Regions from separate parts of the Sus scrofa genome. Here region 2 is linked to region 1. Evidence: chromatin contacts called from public HiChIP or PLAC-seq data. All regions are on one chromosome and are shown on one strand. Each heading gives the region's core, a stretch centred on a gene start, on an enhancer-like site or on the middle of the called end of the contact. The rest is flanking DNA. Distances are from core to core; before and after follow the strand shown. Region 1 holds the start of ABHD2 (monoacylglycerol lipase ABHD2). Region 2 overlaps ABHD2 (monoacylglycerol lipase ABHD2).

Region 1 (6,641 bases), core at 2,167-4,666:
AAAACATTTAAGAGCTGAAATATATGGCAGGCACCATTTGATGCACTTAACATCTATAAACCATCTGCTCTTCCCAGCACCCCATGAGGAAAGCACAATTTACTGTCACCTAAATTTTATGGAAGTGGGGCACAGAGAGGCACGGTTTATGCCCAAGGTCACAAAGCTAGGAGAGGCAGAGTCAGGATTCAAGCCTCAGCAGCAGAGAAGCCAAAGCCCATTGCTGTCGATCATCCATTAAGGATAATGACAATGACAGAATAATGAAAATGACAAACTGAGTGAATCACTGATTTGCTAGAAGAAAATAAATAGAGCCCACGATCTGCTCTGACCTCTGCTGCCTGATGCCTCTCTGAGGACCCCAAGGAATTTCCCAGATCCTGCTGAGAAAACCCAGGTGATCTTAGAGCCAGTTCCTCTTCAGTAAAGTGATTAAACTTTAGTCATTTCAGAATGTGGGTGGGTGCATGCCCTCTTGCTGGTTCTCTTTTTTTTTTTAATTTTTTTGTCCCGTAGCATATGGAGGTTCCCAGGCTAGGGGTCCAATCAGAGCTATAGCTGCCAGCCTACACCGCAGCCACAACAACTTGGAATCTGAGCCACATCTGTGACCTACACCACAGCTCACAGCAACACCATCCGGATCCTTAACCCACTGAGCGAGGCCAGGGATCAAACCCACAACCTCATGGTTCCCAGTCAGATTTGTTTCCACTGTGCCATGACAGGAACTCTTTGCTGGTTCTCTTTTATAACAAGGCACTCTCATGCTCTCAGAAATGTACTTCATAGCCAAGTCCAAACCACTGGTTATCCCAGACCAAGCCTCACCAAATCTTCCATCCCGACAGGTGACTAAACTTGAAGGCAAAAATGAGTCCATTCTGTCTCCTAAATGGCCTCCCACAGAACCACTATATTGAATGAAATAACATAATTCAACAGAATACAGCAAGAGCCAAAGCAAAGAAGAGGAAACAGAAACCAGAGACCAATAAGAAAGTAGTTCTAGGAGTTCCTGTTGTGACGCAGCAGAAATGAAACCAACCAGTATCTGTGAGGGTGCAGGTTCGATCCCTGGCCCTGCTCAGTTGGTTAAGGATCTGATGTTGCCATGAGCTGTGGTGTAGGTCGCAGATGGAGCTCAAATCCTGCATTGCTGTGGCTGTGGTATAGGCTGGCAGTTGCAGCTCCAATTCGACCCCTAGCGTGGGAACCTCCATATGCCATGGATGAGGTCCTAAAAAAAAAAAAAAAGAAAGAAAAGAAAAAAGCAGTTCTATGTTGCAAAGAGTAACGGATCATTATTTAAACCAGCCAGAGCTGGGAAGGAGATATACATGGCCTTCCCCTCTTTCTTCTCTGTCTAGGCTCATTCTATGCCTCTTTTTGAGCCTTAGTGACACAACTGTGTTCTAGAATTCCTGAACCTGATGAGCATCCCTTCCTGGAACTCTTGGCTAAAGCTGTGTTCCTGACATGGATGGAAAATTCCATTTGCACAATGATAAGCCATCTGCACCCTACTCCCCAGAGCCACTTTTTGTGGCTCTGAATCCAGCTGGAGAAATCTTTTTGGATCTCGGGAGCCACATCAGGTTTTTCAGGGCCTAACAAGACATCTCAGTCTCCTTTAGCAAACATGAGCAGGAGCAAACCTGTTTCCCTAGCAGGAGTGCAGACATAGAGATGGCCACCGAGCAGTACTATTCAAAGACACAAGAACTGGAAAACCATGGAGCAGAACCAAGTGTGTGGGGGTATGCGAGCACGCGCGCGCGCGCACACACACACACACACACACACACACACACACACACACACACAAAGTGGCAACAGATCCAAAGCTCTTTTCTGGAAGCCCCAATTTTTTTTAACACAAAGAGTCAGAACGACAGGAGTCCCTCACTATAACCCTCTGTTCAGGTTTTTCTTTCCCCAAACGGAAGAGAATATAGAGGAATAAATAAATGCTGAAATAAAACTTTTTGTTTTAAGTAACGTGACAACTGAATGAAAAACAAAGCAGAGGATTCTTTCTCCTTCTTCCCTCGAGAGCACCATGGTATGGGTTCTCTCAAAGGTAGGCCCAAAGGAGCTGGGAAATAGCCTTGAGAGGCTATTTCCATTCATATTCTAGGACTTCCATAGCTTCGGAATGGGGAATGGGCTTCAGGAGTTCCTGACAGATTTTATGCAGTGGTTTCTGGTGCAGTGCTGATCAGCCTTCCAAAGGATATGTGGTCTCACTCCACGAAACTTGAGCCACTGGACACATGGTTGGGTGAACAGGAAAAAGGAAGCTCCATTTTTCAAAATCCTGAAATATGTTGAAAAAATTAACATGAATGCAAATACCACTTTCCTTCTCTGGCTAAAATCACAACTCCCATCTCATTCCTTGCTCTCTCTCTTCCAGCCCTACTGTGCCTTGGCAGGGTAGCCCTCTCTGCCCTTAAGCATTTGCTTTTCAAGCTAGTCAAGTGTTCTCTTCTTGGTAAAAGCACATGCCATTGCAAAAGCAGTTTCAGACTCATAGAATTTTAGAATTGGACTTAGTTCCACAAACCAATGGGTAAGTGGATGGGGAACCAGTCTTGATTGAACGCCTACTGAGTGCCAGGCACTGTTAGTGTTTACCAGAATTATTTAAACTTCTCATTAACTACTGTTGTTACTCCCAGTTGCCAAATGAAAAATAATCAGGATGCATGCAGAAAAATTAAATGACTTGCTCAGGGCCATGCAACCTGTACACACCAAGAGGGATTCCAACTCTAAGATCTGCTTCCGAAGGCTACGTTCTTCCAGGCTGCTTTCAACTGAGCAAGGGTCATCTTAAGAGCTGAAAGGACAGTGGGACAATGACTGAGGTCCACCCTGCCTGCCACGTCCCCATCATCCTTCCCTAGCTGGCAGAGGCCAGAGGCTGCTGCCTTCACATCCTTTCTTCTCCTTATGGCTTGGTGACTCACTAACTTCCCTCCTCTCTCCTGGGACACGAGCCCCAAATCTTGCCACCAGTGTCCTGAACTACAGGTGAGTCCAGCAGTCGACCTGGAGCCTTCAAGCCCGGCAGCTGAGCTACCAGCCAGCCTCCCTCCTCCCAGCCCCAGAAGACGTCTGACCTTACCCAGCCCCCCAAACCAGCTGCGGTCACAAATGCCTCCCTCTCGGTACCCCGCCTCCATCAACATCAACCACTACCCAGCTTTCCGCGCTCTTATCTTTGCCCTGCCCACTCCAGGCTGGCTTTATCCTATAGCGTCTTGACCCACTGGCTAAAGACGTCAAGAATAACCAATTGTCGTGGAGCTCTCGGCTGAGGGCTCCGCCTCCACTCTGAGGAGTAGGTCCCCTGACCAATGGGCTACCCTCTGGATGTAAAAAGCCCTCGGGGCTCATAGAGCAGAAGCCGGGCGGCCCAATGAACGGGCTAGTTTCCGTGGTTAGGGGCGTGGTAGAAGCGGTCGTCAGGGGCGGGGCGGCAGTTGCTTGGGCGGGGCCGGTAGCGGCGGGAGCTGCACTGGCCAGGGGTTCCGGCTGCATTTCCATGAGCGCCGGCGGCAGCGGCGGAGCTGCGGAGACTGGACTGAGGGCGAGCTGGGCCGCTGTAGTCAACCGCGCTCAGGTAAAGCCACGGTCGAGCTAGCTCCGCTAAGCCGCGATCGAGCCCCGGATCAGTTGGGCTAAACCCCTGAGCCCCGCGGTCCTGTCGTGGCTCGGCCCATCGCGCCGTTGCCTGCGGCTCGGGATCCTCGGGGGCCTGTCACCTGGCGCCTCGGGGGTCCCCAGGGCCGTCGGGGAGGGAAGCAGCCTGGATCACATTGGGTGGGGTACGCCTTCCTGAAAGCTCTTTGTCCCCTCTCGCCTCGGGCACAGAGGCTGGGGACATTCCCGACTGCGGCCTCCCTGCCAGCCATTCCTGCATCCGTGCGCACCCTTGGGACCTCTGGGGTCTGAGGCAGGGGTCTTGGTGAAGGAGATATGGGACCCGCGCCTATAGGGAGAGGGCCGGGGGCCTAATTACAAACCCGGAATACCGGAGGGCCCTCTGTGTTTCTGGGCTCAAGAGGCGCACCCAGGACTGATAGGTTCAAGTTGGGAGGTAGCTTTTGACCCACTTGGAGGCGCACTTAGGGAGCTCGGCCCTGCGCCCGGCACCTTTCTAGGCTCTTCGTGATCTTTCCCCACAGTGAGAGCTGTCCAGCAGCAGGCCCTGCTAGGCGAGGCAGTCACCATCTCGACCTTGGAAGTGACCAGGCAGAGGCCAAGTGACAGCCACCTGTCAGGGATGCTTAGAAAGGACTCGAAAGGGAAGACTGCATGACCCACCTGTAAGGCCCTTCTCCACTCACAGAGGCACTCTGGGTGACCTTTAATGCCTACCTTGAGAAGAGTACTGCTGGGGGTCCATTAGTTTGAAAGTGGATGTTGTGTGGTCTCAACTCTCAAGAGTCTGTGCTAGCAAAGAGAATGGACCCTGCCAAGTAGCTTATTTAGCCATCATGAAACTCCTTAATTTGAACTACGTGGGCTGCCTCTAATCATCTTCCTAATTCCTCTCTCTTGGTTGCTCCACCTCCAGTGTGTTAGTTTGACTTGCATTCCAGTAACCAGATCCAAAGGCAGGCTCCAAGATCAGACTCAGGAGAGTTGCCGGGGTGGGGGTGGGAGACTGTAGGTTTGGCAGAGTTAATGTGATCTGGCCCCGAGCTTTTTAGAGTCCAAAAGAGAAGCCATCCAGTAGCCCCCTTTCACTGCCCCCTGTCATTTGCCTGAATAGAGTAGAATAATAATCTTCTGAAGGTCAGGAGGCAGAAGCAGAACCTTAGCACAACATTTTATCTGTTTTAGGATGAATTAACCTTTGAGTAACCAGTTAGAAAGCAAGCCAGTCCAAATCCTGATCGCCAACATGGACTGGTGGCATTTTCGAGCTGAAGCTACCTTAGATAGAACTCACCTAATCTGTCTTTAATGCACCGGTGAGGAGACGAAGGCCTGGGGAGGTCACAGGACTGACTGGTCATCACAGAGCTATGACTAAGGCATCTGTTGATCCTGGATCTGGCCAGTGCATGACTTGTTATTTCTACTCCTAGCCTACTTACCTTACTCTAGATGTTCAAGTTGTAAGGGAGTCCAACGAGGCTAAGAGCTCAGATTTGGGTGCAAGAGTGCCTGGATTTGAATCTTAGCACTGCTTCTTACTAGCTGTAACCTTGGGCAAATTACCTAACCTGTCCGTGCCTCTGTTTGCTCACCTTTAAAACAGGAATAATAATAGTACTTAGATTAGAAAGAAGGTGGTTTTGAGAATTACTTTATCTGAAGCATTTAGAATGGTGCCTGGCACCCAATAACCACCATAGATTTATTAAATACGATCTTCTGTTGCCTTTTCATACAGCTTTTCTTCATACCTACCACCAACTATTTTCTAGCAGGAGCTAATTTTTTTTCCTACCTCCTTTCCCCCAATTCATTAAACATATTCCAGATTTCATGGCAGCGTAGATATCTGCAGAGTTTTCCAACTCACATTGCATTTTATGTCTTATTTTTCTGTCTTTTATTGAATCAGGTTATTCATTTTCTGTTAGCCTTCTCTTTGTAATTACACTCTTTTTAGACTCCAAATCTCATTCTCTTAAAAAGGTGGGGGGGGGACTGTCCCTCAAAGTGATAAACAAAGTCGCTGATGATACCATTCTCTAGGGCATCCTTCCAAATATCTCTTCCCTCTGTTTGGCCCTCCTTCCCAGTTGTCAGTGTGATGCAGCTTGATTATAAATGGGTGAACATTTTTAGATTAAGATTTCATGAGCCACTGTATTAAGTGCTTTTCGGAAGTTCAAGGATCGTGTGTCAAATGCATTTAAGCAAGTTACTTAGTCATTGGAGCGCCAGCAGCGCCTGCCTTGCCTGGCAGAAGCACAAGCGTGTGACTGATTCTTGCTGGTAATCTAGCTCGTTCCCTAATTTTACTGCATTTTTTCCTGTTCTTTTCTTAAGCATGAAATAAACCAGATGGCATGTGCAGTGGAACAGTCCTCCTCTCGTTTCAGTTGGGGGACATTCCCTCTCTTTGTTTTCTGCTTTTCACCTGCATTCTCCGTATCACCTTCACTGCTCTGATAGATTTCTACTCTCAGTGTGCCAGCCAGTACCCTGGCCAACTGGAAGTACCTGTATCCTTGATTTCTTACAGGAATCCGGTCCTTTTGTTTTCCCTTCTCTGTTTTTACATGTTTTCTAGAATGAATGAAAGATGATCACTATTCGTGGATTGGCACCTTCTTTAGAGTTGATTCCGTGTTTGGGTTTTTTGTTTAGGACATTCTAAAACTTAGCCATCTTAGGATAATTGTTCTTGTTCCCTTGTGTGTTAATATGGGCCCCTTCCTTTCGCTCTTGTCATATCTTCTTGTGAAAAGGCTTCTCCTTTGCTGTTGTTCCTTATGTCTTCCACGTCCGTCTTCCTCCTGGGACTCTCTGGCAGGGCCCACCAAAAGCATAGTGGTTCCCCACCCCCTTGCCTCAGGCTCCTGCCCAGGAAGGGGCTTTCTTTGGTCCTGAGGCAGCCTGAGGTGGAGTCTTATTCTTGGCCTAAAACCTGGCTCTTTGAAAAGCAC
Region 2 (6,641 bases), core at 2,024-4,523, 66 kb after region 1:
TGGAACTTCCACATGCCGAAGTTGCGGCCATAAAAGAAAAAAACAAAATAAAAACATGTATTCAATCAAAAACAGGCACACAGGTGTTTATATCACCACTGCTGATGATAGCCACAAAGTGACAGCAATCAGTTGTCTATCAACAGAAGAATGGATAATCAAAATGTAGCCTATTCATGCAAAGAATAAACTACAGCCATAAAAAGAATGAAGTGCTTACAACATGAAGTAACCTTGAAAACGTAAGGCTAGGTGAAAAGTCACAAGACACAGGGCCACATATTGTATGATTCCATTTATGGGAAATATCCAGACTCTGTAAATCCACAACAGAGACAGAAAACAGATGAGTGGTTTTCAGGGGCTCGGGGGAGGGGGTGGGGAGTGATTGCTTAATGCATAGAGGGTTTCCTTTTGGAGTCATAAAATGCTCTGAAACTAGATAAAGATGGTTTCACAATGTCATGAATGTACTAAGTGCCACCGAGCTGTACATTTTAAAATGGTTAATTCCACCATATGTGAATTTTACCTCAAAAAGATAGTGGAGGCAAAGTGATAGATTGAGCAAAATGTGCTACTTTAAGACCAGCAAAGGTCCTTGACCAGGAGTCATAAAACTCTACTTTTCTAGGTATCTCATTTGAAGAAGACAACACAGATTCTTTGGAGGTTTTTTTGATAAAATGTGCTTTTAGAAAGAGAGGGGTGTGGAAAAAAAAATACTTCAGCAGATAGGTTGCCTGTTTCTGATCTACTACGTTGTGTTATATGAAGCTTTTTTGAAGATGTTTCAAAGTAGGTAACATTTGAGAAGGCTATGAAATACTAAATGCTGGGACCATGTTTGGGGAACAGACAGAAAGAAAGAGGAGACTTAGGAAGAACTAGAGGGAACACTGGTTTGATGAGGGCTGGAAGGTATCAGGGGCACTGAAAAAGCCTCTTGAACCAAAGCCTGGTTCCGCTAAAAACCTTGTAGGGATATTTGTCACTTTCCTACTGCCCAGCATCCACAGCATCCATTCTTCCTCTCCAAGGGCGCACAGATTCCCTTTTGGGGAAGTTCTTCTCTTCTATTGCATGCAGGTAGTCAATGAAGCTGCCCCGCCCACCCACTCTGAAATTGCCTGTTTCGAGGCACCTCACTCCTGGGACACTGACTTTCCTGGGTGGGGGTGGTCTTGCTGACTGTGTAAAGGACACATCCCTAGAGCAGCCCCCTGGTTTCCTTCTTGGATCCTGCCCTCTTCTGGTTCTCCAGCCTCTTGTCCATTTGGTGAGCACCCCAGCACCCCTCTAACATAATCCCTTCTGAAGTTATTGGGAGCTGGGCTGTGTTACTTTAACCAAAGCATCCTGTTCCCTGCTTGAGCATGAACAACATGGAGATTTCAACAGACTTGAAATGCTGACAGGTAGCTGCTGGTGGAATTTGGTGCCCTGGGAAGGACTGGCTGGGAGTCAGGGTGGGGGACTCCAGCTCAGACGCCATATCCTAAATACCTACCAAGTGCCAAGCCTTGGGTTGATTTGGTAGAAAGGTATGGGAGAGAATCAAAGGGAATAACAGCGAAGCCTGGGTTCCATAGCTAGAAAGTGGGTTGATCTACAAGCCAAGGACCCACCGAAAGAATTGGTCACCCACAGATTTAGGGCAAAGATGAGCACTAGTGAGCTTTTTTTCGGTTCTCTCAAACAGCGCGGCATCCCTCTGTCCTTGCTCATGTGAACCTCATCTGCCCAAAGGCAGTGTGTGTGTGTGTGTGTTTGGAGGGATGTGGGTTGGAGGGAGCTCCAGATTTCCCCTTGAGGGCTTTCCCTTTGGGCAATTCTGCTAGTAGGGCCAGATGTTGATTATAAATAGGTTCAAAAGATAAAGACAAGCTGGCCTCTATATTTTGTTGCGGTCTTCTAGTTTCTTTCTTAGTAACAGGATTCATTAACCACTGACCACAGCACGATGTTGGTCAAAACCATCTAGATAGATAAGTAAAGAAGTAGAAAACATCCCTTTTGCTTTCTGGGAGTTAGGAGTAAAACATGCCCAGATTCTGACATTAAGAATTTTTTAATGTAGAAATGCATACAACTTAGTGTAGTAAAACCTGAATATTGAAACATGAAGCACACTCTAAAGTTTCACTATGGGACGTAAGTACCTGAATAATGGAGAGATACACCATGTTTTTACATGAGCCACGTCAAAATTGTAAAGATGTCAATTCTTCCCAAAGCAGTATGTGTTAGATGTGTTTCCAATTTAAAAATCCCCAATTTTTCATAGAACAAGCTAATCCTATAGTTCATCTGGAAAATAAAAATGCCAAAATCTACCAAGAAAATTTTGAGAAAGAGTGAAGTAGGCCTACACTATCAACTCTCGAAATATTCCATAAAGCTGTATTAATTGAAGTGGTGTCATATTAGCACAAGAATAGACAAGAAAATTGATGATCCAGAATAGAAAATGTTGGAAATAAACCCAAATATTTAACTGAGAACTTATGTACTTAAAATGCCAGTTGTGGGAGTTCCCATTGTGGCTCAACTGGGTTCAGGACCCGACGTTGCCTCTCGTAGGTGGCAGGTTCCATCCCTGGCCTTGCTCAGTGGGTTGAGGATCCAGCACTGCTGCAAGATTGCAGATGTGACCCCGATCTGGCATTGCTGTGGCTGTGGTGTAGGTGGGCAACTACAGCTCTGATTCGACCTCTAGCCTGGAAACTTCCATATGCTGTAGCTGCAGGCAAAAAAAAAGAAGGAAAGGAAGGAAGGGAGGGAAAAATAAATAAAATGACAATTGAAATCAGTAGGGAAGGAATGGGCCTCTTATGATGTAAGGACGGTTCCTCCTATTCTAGTTCTTTTATTTCTTTTTTTTTTTTTTTTTCTTGGGCCGCTCCCATGGCATATGGAGGTTCCCAGGCTAGGGGTTGAATCGGAGCTGTAGCCACCGGCCTACGCCAGAGCCACAGCAACACGGGATCCGAGCCGCGTCTGCAACCTACACCACAGCTCACGGCAACGCCGGATCGTTAACCCACTGAGCAAGGGCAGGGACCGAACCCACAACCTCATGGTTCCTAGTCGGATTTGTTAACCACTGCGCCACGACGGGAACTCCCTAGTTCTTTTATTTCTTAATGTTTCTCTTGTGATCTGTGCATAAGTTACATAACAAACAAAAGCACATAGTAAAACTCCACCAGGGTAAATGTTACACAAAAACTCGATTACATAAGTCCTCTTGTTGTGTTACTGTGAAGTTAATTCAAACCAGTGTTTTATCAGTAAGTGGTATTATCCTAAACTTAGAGATTATGAAACTTCCCCTGTGCACAGCTGACCTCACAGCAAACTGAGGAAGTTCCAGGTGATTCTGAGGCAGTCGCTTATTCCCACGCAAGTACAGCTTGAGACTTTTCTCCCAGCCCCGTCCCAGAAGGGTCCTAGGTAACCTGGAAAGAGAACAGTAGCCCACAGCCATCATGCCACAGCCAACACCAATCATGCCACAGCCAAATCTGCATTATTATAGCACATGTGATTTTGTAAGCATATCTCTGTCTTTGCAGATATACTATGTGGGTCTGTAACTCTGTTTATCAGCGAGTCCTCCCTGCAAGCGTGGTATGTGTCTGTGCTCTGAGGATAGATGCAAAGGAGAATGAGCCTGGCTCCTGCAGGGAGCAGGGAGGAGGGAGCATGCTTTAAAAGAGTGTATTTTATTTTATTTTTTTGTCTTTGTTAGTTCTAAGACCCCACCCAAGGCATATGGAGGTTCCCAGTTGAATCAGAGCTGTAGCTGCCAGCCTGCACCACAGCCACAGCAACACAGGATCCTTAGCCCACTGAGCAAGGCCAGGGATCGAACTGCACCCTCATGGGTACTAGTCGGGTTCGTTAACCACTGAACCACGACGGGAAGTCCAAAAAGAGTATGTTTTAATCTAGCCCTGCAGATGCTAAGACTGAGCAGTGTGTAGGGTGCTTGGCCGAGGACACAGAGAGGGGGAGTTCCCCCAACAACCTGATCGGAAGTGATTCTTGAAAGACGAGTAATAGCTGGACAGGAGGAAAATTGGGTGTAAAAAGAGAGGAAGAGACAGCATTGCAGCAGAAGACACAGCTTGAGCAAAGGTACTCAGGATAAAAATAGCTCCAGGTAGGAGTTCCTGTCATGGAAACTCCCAGCACCTTTCTGTTTTTAATTTGTATTATAAACAACATTTTCTCTGAACTTTTCCTCCAGGAGCCATGGGAAGTTTGGTTTCTTGGCCCATTCTCCTCCCTTATGCACAATTTACTGTCCAACTTGTTAGTCCGAAACCCTTTATAAATTCTGTTATCTAAATCTCATATAGTATTCAGCTGTCCAATTGACATTGTTGTTATAAGCTTGCTTTTTGTTGCTGTCATGGTCCACTCATTCCTTATAAATGCCTTTGCCTGCTTTCCAAAGGCCAAGTTCTCTGTGCTGAGATTTGCACCTGTGGTATTATGCTGGCAAGTGGTTTCATGTCCTTAGGTCTTAAAATACTCTTCCTTCTCCTCCCTGCCCCCAAAGAGGAAACTTGTTGCTTGTCTGGGAACTGGCTTGCTTAAGGTGATAACTTCTCTTAAATTTGTGTAGACTTAATGAATTACCAAAAAACAAAAAGAAGAAGAAAGAAAGGAAAAAAAAAAAGAAAGAGAGAGAGAGAGTTCCCACAGTGGATCAGTGGGAAGGAATCTGACAAGTATCCATAAGGACACAGGTTCAATCCCTGGCCTTGCTTAGTGGGTTAAGGATCTGGCATTGCTGTGGCTGTGGTGTAGGTCACATATGCGGCTCGGATCCCATGTGCTGTGGCTGTGGGTGTTGGCTGGTGGCTACGCCTCCACACCTCCAATTTGACACTTAGCCTGGGAACCTCCATATGCCACGGGTGTGGCCCTGAGAAGACCAAAAAAAAAAAAAAAAGTAAATCTGGTTTAAGAAGTGCTTCCAGGATCATCTGGTCTAATAGAAATGATAGGCAAGAACTGGCAAAAAGATTATGTAAATTCTTAATAAAATGTTCATCACTGTGATATATACAGAGATGAAGGATTGATGCCATTAATATATAATTGTATGTCTCTAGCTTATATTTAACACAAATCTTAGTCAGCCATCAAGTGTGAGCTCAAAGATGGAAACAGAAACCAATAGCAGTTTCAGTAAAGGCGATCATCTTGCCCTGTGGTTATGAACTGTAATCATTTCTTAATTGTAACTTGGAGCACCTTGTTTTCCCAGTAATTAACTAGTTTTTGATTTTTGCCCTTGCTACTGAGGACCAGAGTCACTCTGTTTTCACCGAGGATGGTTGTTAGGGTGGCATCATGCCTTTATTATGCTAACAAGGCTTTATCCTTCATGCATCCAACAAATATTTACATTGCTCTGCCTTTCCAGCACATTCTCCAGAGCACACAGTGCCCCCCCCTCAACAAACACACACAAGGCACTCAACAGGCTCTCAGAAGGGTTTCCAACCTGCAAAGAGTTGCATAGAGGCAGCAGGTCTGGTTTATGGAGGAACCCCTGCGCTGTGGCTACCTCATTGGCGAAGGCGAAGAAATGAGCATTCGGTGCACGTGGGCGCCGTGCTAGCTATTTTATATACATTAGCTCATGCGATAATGAGGCTAAGAGAAGCGTGTGTTCAAAGGTATTATTTTCTTTCTATTGTACGTTATGGAAATAACCCATGTTGAATTAATTAACACCTTGCATTCGAAATCCTGTCTATATAAGCAGGTTCTGGTTGATTTCTAAAGCTAATCTGATGCATAAATGGGGAAAGGGGGTAAACCGTGGCATGGATATAAGGTTTTTTAAAATTCTCATATTTATGCTTGGTGTACAGAATTTGTTAGGGGAAAAAAAAGTCTTAAACAGGTTGAAAGACTCTTGTTCCAAGGTTTTTTAGAGCATTATTCAAGAAATGCAGGAGTTCCTGTCGTGGCTCAGTGGAAACGAATCTGACAGGTCCATGAGGTTGTGGATTCAATCCCTGGCCTCGCTCAGTGGGTTACGGATCTGGCATTGCCATGAGCTGTGGTGTAGGTCACAGACGTGGCTCGGATCTGGCGTTGCTGTGGCTGTGGTGTAGGCCAGCAGCTGCAGCTCCGATTGGACCCCTAGCCTGGGAACCTCCATATGCTGCAGGTGCAGCCCTAAAAAAAAAAAAGGCAAAAAAAAGAAGAAATGTGGGAAAATTGACCTCTGCTCTCCTTCTTTCTTAGATACATTCCACCGTTGATCTGGGGGAAAAGCGGGCACATCCAGACAGCCTTGTATGGGAAGATGGGAAGGGTGAGGTCACCACACCCGTATGGGCACCGGAAGTTCATCACCATGTCCGATGGAGCCACTTCGACCTTTGACCTCTTCGAACCCTTGGCTGAGCACTGTGTGGGAGGTGAGCTGGTTTAGGTCCTGTGATTGGAGTGGCTGAGTCAGTGAGGGAGGAGACTCCCGTAGGGCTTTCAATAGCATTGTTGAATAGCTTTTCAATCCTCTTATGAAATACATAAGCTTTGTATAAGAACTTGGAGCCCCGGTGCCCTGGGCCCAGGCCTCTGGTTTGATGACAGCAACAGAAGCTGGA

What was found. HiChIP or PLAC-seq counts read pairs in DNA pulled down with a chosen protein or histone mark.
Region 2: an H3K27ac HiChIP or PLAC-seq map of alveolar macrophages shows a contact between it and region 1. The contact joins the enhancer-like site here to the promoter of ABHD2 in region 1. A contact is called at or near these places in 4 of 47 Hi-C or Micro-C datasets (alveolar macrophages, embryonic fibroblasts, fetal liver and 1 more) and 2 of 2 datasets of contacts at active chromatin or transcription factors (alveolar macrophages and skeletal muscle).

Annotation. Positions count from the first base shown.
Region 1 is chr7:54,652,278-54,658,918 of Sscrofa11.1, forward strand. It overlaps ABHD2 (monoacylglycerol lipase ABHD2), which reads left to right and starts at 3,417. Exons shown (of 11, transcript XM_001925989.7): 1 at 3,417-3,634. It also overlaps LOC102161272.
Region 2 is chr7:54,718,503-54,725,143 of Sscrofa11.1, forward strand. ABHD2 (monoacylglycerol lipase ABHD2) reads left to right here. Exons shown (of 11, transcript XM_001925989.7): 4 at 6,277-6,452. Among named protein-coding and RNA genes, the nearest start is that of ABHD2, 66 kb to the left of the region's middle. Within about 2 kb of position 3,274, at least 5 of the 83 cell types and tissues checked have an H3K27ac peak or open chromatin away from gene starts, as enhancers often do. A contact at or near this core is called in alveolar macrophages and fetal liver, where this site is marked.